Regions from separate parts of the Anas platyrhynchos genome. Here region 2 is linked to region 1. The links are chromatin contacts, called in public Hi-C maps. All regions are on one chromosome and are shown on one strand. Each heading gives the region's core, a stretch centred on a gene start, on an enhancer-like site or on the middle of the called end of the contact. The rest is flanking DNA. Distances are from core to core; before and after follow the strand shown. Region 1 overlaps APLP2 (amyloid beta precursor like protein 2). Region 2 holds the start of PRDM10 (PR/SET domain 10).

What was found. Hi-C and Micro-C count contacts between places; a contact is called where the count stands out from the background.
Region 2: a contact with region 1 is called in a Hi-C map of skeletal muscle, with 1.8 times the contacts expected there. The contact joins the promoter of PRDM10 here to the enhancer-like site in region 1. A contact is called at or near these places in 3 of 8 Hi-C or Micro-C datasets (F5 follicle, skeletal muscle and small yellow follicle).

Annotation. Positions count from the first base shown.
Region 1 is chr25:4,349,463-4,354,533 of IASCAAS_PekinDuck_T2T, reverse strand. APLP2 (amyloid beta precursor like protein 2) reads left to right here. Exons shown (of 18, transcript XM_027444200.3): 14 at 497-532; 15 at 3,404-3,486; 16 at 4,317-4,391; 17 at 4,843-4,998. Among named protein-coding and RNA genes, the nearest start is that of TMEM45B, 41 kb to the right of the region's middle. Within about 2 kb of position 2,798, at least 2 of the 8 cell types and tissues checked have an H3K27ac peak or open chromatin away from gene starts, as enhancers often do. A contact at or near this core is called in F5 follicle, where this site is marked.
Region 2 is chr25:4,411,458-4,416,528 of IASCAAS_PekinDuck_T2T, reverse strand. It overlaps PRDM10 (PR/SET domain 10), which reads right to left and starts at 2,142. Exons shown (of 22, transcript XM_072027604.1): 1 at 2,002-2,142. It also overlaps LOC113839845.

The DNA of each region.
Region 1 (5,071 bases), core at 1,549-4,048:
CTTTGGGTCAGTTAAGAGCAAAGCAGTAGCCCCAGCAGTACTCCTCAGACTCCGTCCATTTGGCAGAGGCAGTGCTGCTTGTACTTTGCACTGAGCTGCTCTCTTGATTTCCTGATTCTGTTCGTTGCAAGGCTGCTTGGTATCTTCCATTTTGCAGGGAGTGTTAAATTTTTGCTTTGTGGCTTGATTCTGAAATTCATTGTCAATCCTTAACCAAAATGTTCTCATGTAAATCTTTGTGCCGTGACCTGCTGAAGCGCCACAGGATCTTTTTTTTTTCTTTCAATATGTATCTATATTTTTTTATCAGCGGGTGTTGACATCTGGCGTGTGCGTATTTATTTTAAAAATGCTTGAACAGAGTCCTGAGCTTAAAGAAAGCTGTGGACTAAAAGCTTTCCCAGGGACTGAGTCAGAAATCATGCGCAAGCCTTTTTTCCTTTCTCTCTTAATCTCCTTTCTCTGCTATTTTTGTTTTTGTTTTCCCTCCTGCTAGATCCTCAGCCGGATTTGTACCATCCAATGAAAAAAGGTTGGTTCTAAGCTGCTCCCTCACAGTGCTTTCTATCACTCTCCTACCTTCTCTGTGTGCTTGGTAGCTTCATTTTAGTTCCATACTCACCTTTATTTTCATTTCCCTGCCCTCATTTAGATCAGAAACTTTCTGTTTTGTTTGTTTAGGCCTAGTGATAAAGAAATAAGCTAGTTTGAATATCCAATTGGTTCTGTGTTTTCCTCTCTGATGGGCTAGCAAGGTGCCTTAGAATGCATAATTAGTTTCTTTGCCCTCAAGAAAATGTGGGCTTAGCAGTCTGTCTGAAGCCATGCCATATTTTATAAGTCTTTTATTTGTACTCTTGGTCAACAATTCTCAAAATAAACCTTGCATTGCTGGTGGTAAATAGTCCAGAGGCTATTCTGCACGCTGTGGAATCTGTACTTGCCACCTAACAACAGCACTAAACTAGGAATGAGAGTGCCCCCCTAGACATGGGGTGTGTCTCCCAGCTACTTGTCCTCATAGGTATTATGGAGTACAGCTGCTCTGGGACAGGTAAAGTAGGTGATTCCTTTGTGTTTGTCTTCTTAGCATCCCCTTTTCAGGAGTAGCATCTCTCCATACGAGCCAAGTCCTGTGTGATTACACGTTTCTCCTTTAGCTCATTATTGATTGTGCAGTAACAGAGTGCCTGGCTAAAAAGGGTCCGACTGGGCCTTAAAATGGACATAGAAATATTGGTGGTAAATCCTTTGTCAGAGATACAGCCTCAGGTAAAGATCAGGCCCAGCTGATCTGCTAACAGATTTGGTTTCCAGAGCAGAAATGGGAGGCTAATTGTCAGAATACTTTCGCGGAACAGTGGCACGTGAGGTGAGCATGGGGAGTAACCCAGTCATTTTCTTTCGTCTGTCTTTGGTTCCAAATATGTCGTGCAGAATTTCAAAGCAGAATCAAAGGGTTTTGCTAATAACCATTTAATATGAGCACAAAGAACTTTGTAATGTGGTGAAGGCCAGGCAGCTGAACTGTTTTCATTACCAGTAGTAGTTCTTTACAAAGGTCACCTTCATCCCTCTTGTGGAGCAATTCACAGCGAAGTCAGTGCACTGACTGCTCTGGAAAGAACTGTGACAGCCTTTACTTTGATTCTTGATTGATGACTGCTGCGTTGACTTAAAGATGATAAGCGTAAGCTGGTCCTCTCCCCATTTGGGTAAATAAAAGAGTTTCTGATGACTTGGGGACTAAGATTACATCCTGTGTTTCCTTCTTCGTCTTTTCATTGAATTTCACAAAGGGCTGCTAGGGAGTTCTGTTTTGTGTGTGTGTGTGGAGTTTGTTTGTTTTTTCTTTTTTTTTTCCCTAGGAAGTGTATAATCTAAACTGTGCCTTAGAGCTACATAGAACTAGGTCTGTTATTTGGTACAGCGCGCTGTGACAAATAGCAAAGCTCAGTGCAGCAACTGAACTCCCAGCCCTGGAGACTGTTACGTTGGCTCCTGAGAATTGAATAAAGCAGCCATAGGCCAAAAGCCGGCACAGTAGTTCTCTTAAAAACTATTTCTGGTCTGTCCAGAAAATCCAAATCATTGACTTCCATAACAACATGACCTGCTTCAACAGCCGTGGGAAATCAGATGGGCAGTCTTGGCTGTGCTTGGAATCTGATTACTGTCTCCAAAGAACTATAGAGGAAAAAGGGATGCAGTAAAACCCTAGATGCTTCTTTTGGGAGGAGTTGGAGTGAAACATTAGTTTCCTTGGCATTTTTGCGCAGTAAGAAGCTTGTCACAGTAAAAACTTGCCATGGAGCCAAATATCCTTTCCTTTGCATCTCATTAAAGAACATGTGCCAATTTCAGCATGGGTTGACATAATGTCTTAGGCAACCTGCAAGCTCAGCAGTTTGTGGAGAGGTGTATGCAGTCAGTGTTAAGTGCTGTAGTGTATTTCCCCTGCCTCATGCTCCTCATTGGAAGGACCCCGTTGTGCAGGGCTGACATTTCACTGTCCTCCTGCTTTTGCTTTAGGGAGGCATAGATGTTGTGAAGGACATTACATTGTCCGTACTGATAATGGAAAACTTGCAGTCTCCTAACTTGTTATGTTAGGTCAGAGTGTCTTGCATCAGATTGTTATTGATCTGATCTTTCTATAAATGCCTGAGATCAAAACAGTTTATGCAGAGCAGCTGCCTTCTGTTAATTGATATTCTTCTCTTCAGCCTGTAGTAGTTTTAGCCTAGAAGTGGGTGAGTGATGTTCTGGTACAAAGGCTAGTGAAGTACTTTGCTCCTCCTTTGCCTTGGGATTTATTGTTTCTGGACTTGTGCCAGCTACGGGACAGAAGCTCATTACAGAGCTGTGCTGGTTGACCTTGAGATTCTCATTCCCGAGGCGCTTGCTGATGTACTTGATTTCAGAAGAATGGGTGATGCTGACCATGCGGTTGAAAGTCTTCCCTGTGTGCTGATTGTCAGCAGAGGGGAGATGTGCCTTTCCGTTGTGGGGTCATGCGGAGGTGGTGGTGACCCTGGCTGACACTTGCAGAAAAGAATTGCACGCTCACAATTTGTGTTACATGTTGCCTTGGACATTCTAACAGCAGTACTTATAACCGTATGGTATTTCTGGATTTACACTTCAGCCTGTTTTGGTGAGTCCTGTCTGCTTCTCTCATTGCCACCTCATTTCCCTTCATTAACAGAACCTCCCCAATCACTTGTCACTGTAGCATAGCTTATGAGCTCCCCTTCTGACACAACAGCATGAAGACAGCTTAATAATCAGCGGTCCATGCAGTTAAACGCACTAGCCATGGCAGCTCTACAAAGAGTAGGTAATCCTTCCTAAATGTCACTAAGGGCTGACTAATGGTCCTTGCCTTGCTCTTTTGGTGCAGGTTCTGGCATGACAGAGTTGGATGGGCTGATTGGCGCTGAAGAAAAAGTGATTAACAGCAAGAACAAAGTGGATGAAAATGTGGTGAGCCCTCCACCTTTATTTTGTAAAGCAAAGCCTGCCGTGGACACTAATTAATAGCAGTGGCTTATTTCCATGTCTCCTTCCTGCTAGCAGAATGTCAGTGTGTTCATTATCCATATGGTGTGGGGGAGTCAGTTTTCTGACTATTGTAGGCTCTTAATACTGATTAGCATCAGAAGGGTGGGAGGGTGAGGGAAGGAGAGAGATCTGGATCTTTGGCAGTCTGAGCTGGAGAAGTGTCTGATTTAGTAATTGCTTTCCCAAGCAGAGACCCTTTGATACACCTTTATTTTAGCTAGGTAGCTTTCTGTCTGAGTACACTGAATGCTGCTGCATTCCACCTGCCTTCCCACATACTTTTCCTAGCAAGGTACATCTCACCTTCTTGTAAAGGTACATGACCCAGTAGGCAATTAGCTTTATATGCAGTGTAAAAAATTCACTAGGTCATAGTGGCAGCTGTCTTGCCCCAGTTACCTGGCTTAAAAATATATATATAAAAGTGACTTCTTGGAGCCTACTTTCAGAATCATTCTATAGCCATAAGTTAGATGTTACATGACAGAAATGCTGTGTCCAAGGCAGGACCTGCATTTTTAATTCGGGTCTTTAGTTTGAGGTAGTCTAGGCTTCCAAATGGTTGCAGTCAGTAGCTCAGTTGGCTCTAAAAGTTGGAGAAGATCCCACGCTTTAGAGAGCAGGCAAAAAATGGTAGGTGGTTCTGAGCTCTTGCTTGTATGCGTTAAAGGTCTCTTGTCTGGCTTCATACTCCTTCTCCCACCTGTTTCTTACAGCTCCTTTCATAAAACGCTTTTTGTGACTGTTTTCAGGTAATTGATGAAACCCTTGATGTGAAGGAAATGATTTTCAATGCAGAGCGTGTTGGTGGGCTGGTGGACGAGCCGGTATGTATTATGGCTACTGCATCTGGTGATTGGTGACTTCCTGAAACTGGATTTTGGTTCTTGTGTATTGCTGAATTCCAGGGATTCAATGTGTTGACGCTGCTATGGCAAGTCATGCAGAGCATAATGCAGGATGGCATTTCTGCATGAAGATCACAGTAAAAACATTAGATGCTAACTTGACTCTTTTGTTGCAAAAGCGCTTTGTGGGGTATGAAAGCAGTGTGAGTCAGTGCTTGTCCAGAAATGCCTAAATGGGGAAACGACTTTGTGTTCATTATCCTTTTGACAGAAAGGGATGAAATATTTATACTGCCAAGTATAATCGGTCGTGCCTCGATACCACAGATGGCTGAAGACCTTATTGGTGGCCTCCTTTCAGGTCTGCATTTAGCAGGGCAACTCCCACATCACTCCTCCTCTACCTGCTCCATTGTTTTCTTCCTTCCAGGATAATGACAACTCGCTTCGTGATGACTTCAGTTTCAGCAGCAGTGCCCTTATTGGGCTGTTGGTGATTGCTGTTGCCATAGCTACTGTTATAGTCATCAGCTTGGTGATGCTGAGGAAGAGGCAGTATGGGACCATCAGCCATGGAATTGTGGAGGTGAGAAACCACTCCTGCTCCATCACAGAGTATGAAAATAGTCAGCATTGAATCACATGTTGTGTGTAGGGGG
Region 2 (5,071 bases), core at 893-3,392, 63 kb before region 1:
CTATAACAAGGAAATAAAGCTGTCTCCATGAAGCACCTAGTATACTAGAGAGGTATAGCATGCAGCAAAGTGCCAAAAAGCATCACAGCTCAGGAGACAAGTTCTCCCTTTCAGGACTGAGAAACACACCTTCGTACTTTTTCCCCCACTAAAAATGAAGGTGTTAGCTTGAGATTGTCAATCGCTATTTCCACCAAAGACTCAAAATACCCCTCCTGTAAAATCAGTTGATTCACAAGCATTTCATCTTCTAACTGAGCCAACAGAAAGAAATAAAATTCAATTGAAAAAAAGTGATAGAAGAAAGCAAGTGCTCGATCCAGTCTCCATATTTAAACTTTTAAAGAAAAACATTAATACACATTTCACAGGGACACCCAGCCTCGAGCTTGTTCTTTCTCCAAAAGAACCACGAATACATCCCCAACATGCCAGAAACATTGGGGCATTTACCAAAAAGTGCATCCCAAGAACTGACTGCTTGGTTCACCCTGGGGGCTGTGAAGCTCAGCAGCCTGAACCAGAGAGTTTTAAACTTTGGAAAGACCACTCAGGGATCTGCCACGAGCAGCTGGGAGGTAAGAGCTGCCTTTGCATGGCTTGAAGGGTTTCCGACAGGCAAACAAAACCTTTGTAGGGCTGGATGGCCCTTTAGGGCTGCCAGGCCTGCAAGGCAGAGGACCAAGGTCTTTTTTTTTCATTCCAAGTGGGAAATTTAACAAGCTGCCCCTGCTTCAGCACCACAGTGCCACAGGAGCGGACGCGGCACCTCAGCACCACAGACCTGACAGCAAGAGGGCCGAAGAAATAAAAATGAGACAGCCACACGCGGTATCTGTACACGGGTGTATTTAGTAGGGTATAAAACCAGTACAAAACTCGGTGCTGCCACAGCAGCGCCAAACTTCACAGCCCCATGCCCAGACGCGTGGCTGCGCTGCCTCCTTCGAGCCCGCGAAGCTCCGGGCCCCTCAGGCAGCGGGAGGGGCCCCAGCCCCGGGCCCTGCCCAGGGTTCCCGCTCCCCGCAGGGCTCGGGGGGCTCCAGGCTGACCCCCTCCCTCCCCTGAGCCCCTCACAGGGCTGACTGCCGGTGCCCCCCCACCGTCTCCCCCTTATATAACCTCCGCGTCCCCACCGGCAGCCAATCCGGGGAGGGGGCGCAACGCCCCCCTCCTCCCGCTAGGCCAATGAGAAACGGGGGCGCGAGGCACGCGGCCAATCAGGAGGGGCAGGCGCCCCCCCCCTCACGCGGCGCCGCTCCCCAGTACGGGCAGGCAGCGCTGCCCGCTCCCCCCCCCCCCCCGGGGGGAAAGCGCGAGGCGCCGGCAGCCCCCTGTGAGGGCGCCCTACGGCCGGGCGGCCCCAACCACTGGGGCGCGGGGGGGGGTGGGAAGGGGGCTGCCAGCGAAGGCCGCGCTGCGTTGCGGAGGGGAGGGGAGCCGGCCTAAGCACGGGGCGAGGGAGGCGAGCCGCCCGCCGTCACGGAGGGCTGAGGCGCCCACAGTGCTGGGGGGGAACAAGATGGCTCCAGCATACACCCCCCCGCCCCCCCCGCTACTGAGGTGCCGGGGTCCGGACCGTACCATCGGGGGAGGGGGGGGGGAGCGGGGGTGGGGGCAGCCCCTTCTCCCTCCGGCCGGGCCGGGTGGGGGATCCCGGCTGGGGCGGGGAGGGGGGGGAGCGGACCGTACCTCTCCCGCGGGGGGGCGGGGGGGGCGGAGGGGAATGAGTGCGCCCTGCTCCCCCTCCCCCCCCCCACTCGCGGGAGCGAACGGTTTGTCCCGGCCGCAGCGCTAAGGAGCCGCCAGCTCCGGGCGCCATCTTGGGTGCGACTAAAACAACAAGTCCAAAACCCCCGGCGGGGCCCCGCGGCGCCCCCGGGCCGCGCTTCCCTCCCGGACCGTCCCATCGCGTTACCTGAGGGGGTCCCGTGCGGGTGGCGCGTCCCGGCCGCCGGCGGCGGCCCCGCGGCGGCCCCAAACCCCCCCACCTGTCCTCACCTCACAATGGTAGCTGCAGAACGGGAGGGGGGGCGGCCGCCCGGGCCTCATTACCATAATCTGCCTGGCAACAGGCTGCGGCGCCGCGCGCTGATTGGCTGAAACGCGCCCGCCCGCCGAGACGGGGCGCAAAAGCCATCAAGAAAAGAGTCGGGAGGCAGGCAGGTCAGGGGGCCGGGGTGCAAGGGGAGGGGGGGGCAACCCTCACGGGGGGGTGGGGGAGAGACCCCCTACCCGGGCCTTCACTCCCCCCGGGATGCCCTCCACCAATCAGAGCGCCGCTCTCATCCGCGCTCCTCTCCGCCGGGCCCCTTCCCGCCAATCCCAGCGCTCGTCTCATGGCGGCGCTCCGCCCCCCGCTGAGGGAGGCGGTGGGGGGGGGCGCAGGGGGCGCCCCCTGGCGGCGGGGGGCGGGGGGGGCCGCGGCCCTCAGCCCCCGGGGCGGGCGGGAAACGGGGCCGGGGCCCGAGGCCCCCCCTCAGCCCCTCCGAGGGGCGACCCCGCGGCCCCCCCGTGGGCTCCCGCCGCCGGGGGGCGCCTCGCCCACAGCCCTTGGCCCCCTCAGAGCTCTGCCCTCAGAGCCGCGCCTCAGCCCGTTATTGGCCAAAACACGAGGAAATGCACCCAAAAATGCCCCCCCGGGCTCCCCTCAGGGCTGAGGTTTCTTCCAGGTTTATCGCCCAGAGCTCCACCCCAACATGGGCTCTTGTGGCCCAGTGACCCAAAGCCCAGTGCTGGAGGAAGGGCAGAATTTGGCTGAAGATGACTCACGGCTCCTACAAAAACTGCTTCTCCTCCTCCTCTGCCCCAGGAGAATAACAACAGGGGCAGTTCTTGGTGCAATTAAGCTACTTCTCCACTCTGGCTGTTAAAAGCCCGATACAGTCTTTCAAATCGAGGCCCATGTGTACGCTGAAGTCATCCCCATTTGTACTGACCTGTCCCTTCCATGAGCAATCAAGATAAAAATCAGAGATGCAAATTTTCTAACTTGTGTTTAGTAACTTACATCTTTAGCCAAGAAAGATTTTTAAAACTGAAGCGAGTGGAGTTGCTTACCCAATTTGGTTCTGTTTTTTTCTCCACAGTTCTTCTCAACTCCTCTGGGCAGTTCTCTTAACTTGAGTTATGGAAGCTATGGAGTCAATTTCTTTCTCTACCCTGTAAAACAGCTTCAATTTCATTATACCACGCTGAAATGTTGGGATAACAAATAGCACAAGAAAAAATATAAGACCAAACAAAATTGCTTTATTTCCCACATGTCTTAACAGCGATTTGTACTCATTCTAGCAAGTCAGAGCGTTTTCATGCTGTTGTATTTTTACTTGGGATTTCTGAGAGTCTCCCTAACATTTTGAAGACTTGAAACATTTTAGAACTGACTTGGATACAAGTGTGGTATTGTGTCATGTTTTCATGCAACTGTATAGTTCTGCAATTGAGCACAAAACAGCGCAGGACTTCAGGGCTGTCCTTTCCTGGCACATGGGTCATGTTCTGAAAGTTATTTGGGGATATTTTCTTCCCTTAGCTTGGAAAGACTGATTCAGGGCAAGTGCACAGTGGATGTAGCAGGCTGCCAGATGCAGAAAAAGCATGCTGCTCTGATTCATCATCTGCAGTATCTGGAATCTGATGTAATGCCCATTGTATTTCCCACATTTAATGTGTTCTTTCTGATGCTCCAGCACAGGCTTTGTTTTTCCAAAAGCCTCGTGCTGCCAGAGTGAGAGAAGCCTTCACATTAGGTTAATTTATTTATTTCTAGTTCTCATAGATAGTCCAAATAATTTCCCTGTTCGCCTGTCTGGAACGGTGCTGTAACCCTTCATTGAATCCTCCTTTCTCTCATCTCCTGGGTCATCAGGTCTGTATCTCCATCTGCATTGTCTCGTTTGTATACTGCTGTTTCAGCACTGCCTCTGCTGCATGTGTCCTGCCTTGCCTATTTTGCCTTCCCCACGGCCTACACGGCTCGTTTTTCTGGACCGCAGCTCTGTCTCCCACGCAAGCGTGTGTATTCTCATCCTCCCAGCGAGGGCCGGCCGTGCTCTCATTTCAGGCTCCAGCTGGAAAAGGATGCTGCAACCCCGCCCTGTTTCATTTACTTGCAAATATCTTTTTGACCCAACTCATCTTCTTGAGCATCTCCATCACCTAGTAAAACCACTGCCACAAGCCTTTACCTTAACAAGCAAACCCCCAGACCTCCTCCCTTCAGGACCACCGCTCCCTAAAGCTGCTCAGAGACCCTCCAGCCTCCTTTCAGACCACCAAAGCTTTTCTGTTATTTTCCTGTCTGTATCTCTTTGTTGCTGCTTTTGTTGGGGCTGATTTTTCATGACGTTGTCCCATTCTGAGAGGCATGTAGATTAAAACATGACAAAGAAAAATGCTCAAGTGCTGTAAACTCATTTGAGTTATGTAAGCAGACCTTGTCTCGCTGGCCCTGTTGACCTCTCCAGACTACATCTGTGCATGATAAGTAGGCACTTGCATCCAGGTTTGCAAATTAAACTGTGCATGGGCTGTGCACTGTAGTATCCATTGAACTTCCCTTGTGCAAGCCTGATTTAAAATACTAATCTAGAAGATGGAAGAAAATGTTTGTTAGAACCTTCTAAATTATATTGCAACTGAAATGTGATTACTTTGCATCCTGCATGGAGAATACAAAACACGGTGAAGTTAATGATATGAGTTTACTGATTTAGAGTAAGCCACAGAAAATTTAATTAAGATTGCTTCATGTAAAACATACAAATGTAACAAAATGCTCCTGTTTTGGTTTCCAGAGCCATTTTCCCCAGAGAAGAACAAAAAACCTTTCTTTTTAAAAAGGTAAATTATTCCCCTTATTCTGCAAGGAAAAAGTTTCACTAAAAAGTTTGGCTGTAACCATGTTTAATAGCATCTACCAAATAATCTCAAAATTGCTTTGACTTAAAACTAAGGGAAAGGTGTACCATTAAAGAAAGCATTTCATCACATACATGAACTTTTGACTACCTTTTTTTTTTTTTTTGTCATTCATTCCCCAGCATTAAATAAATATGGTCAGCAGGCA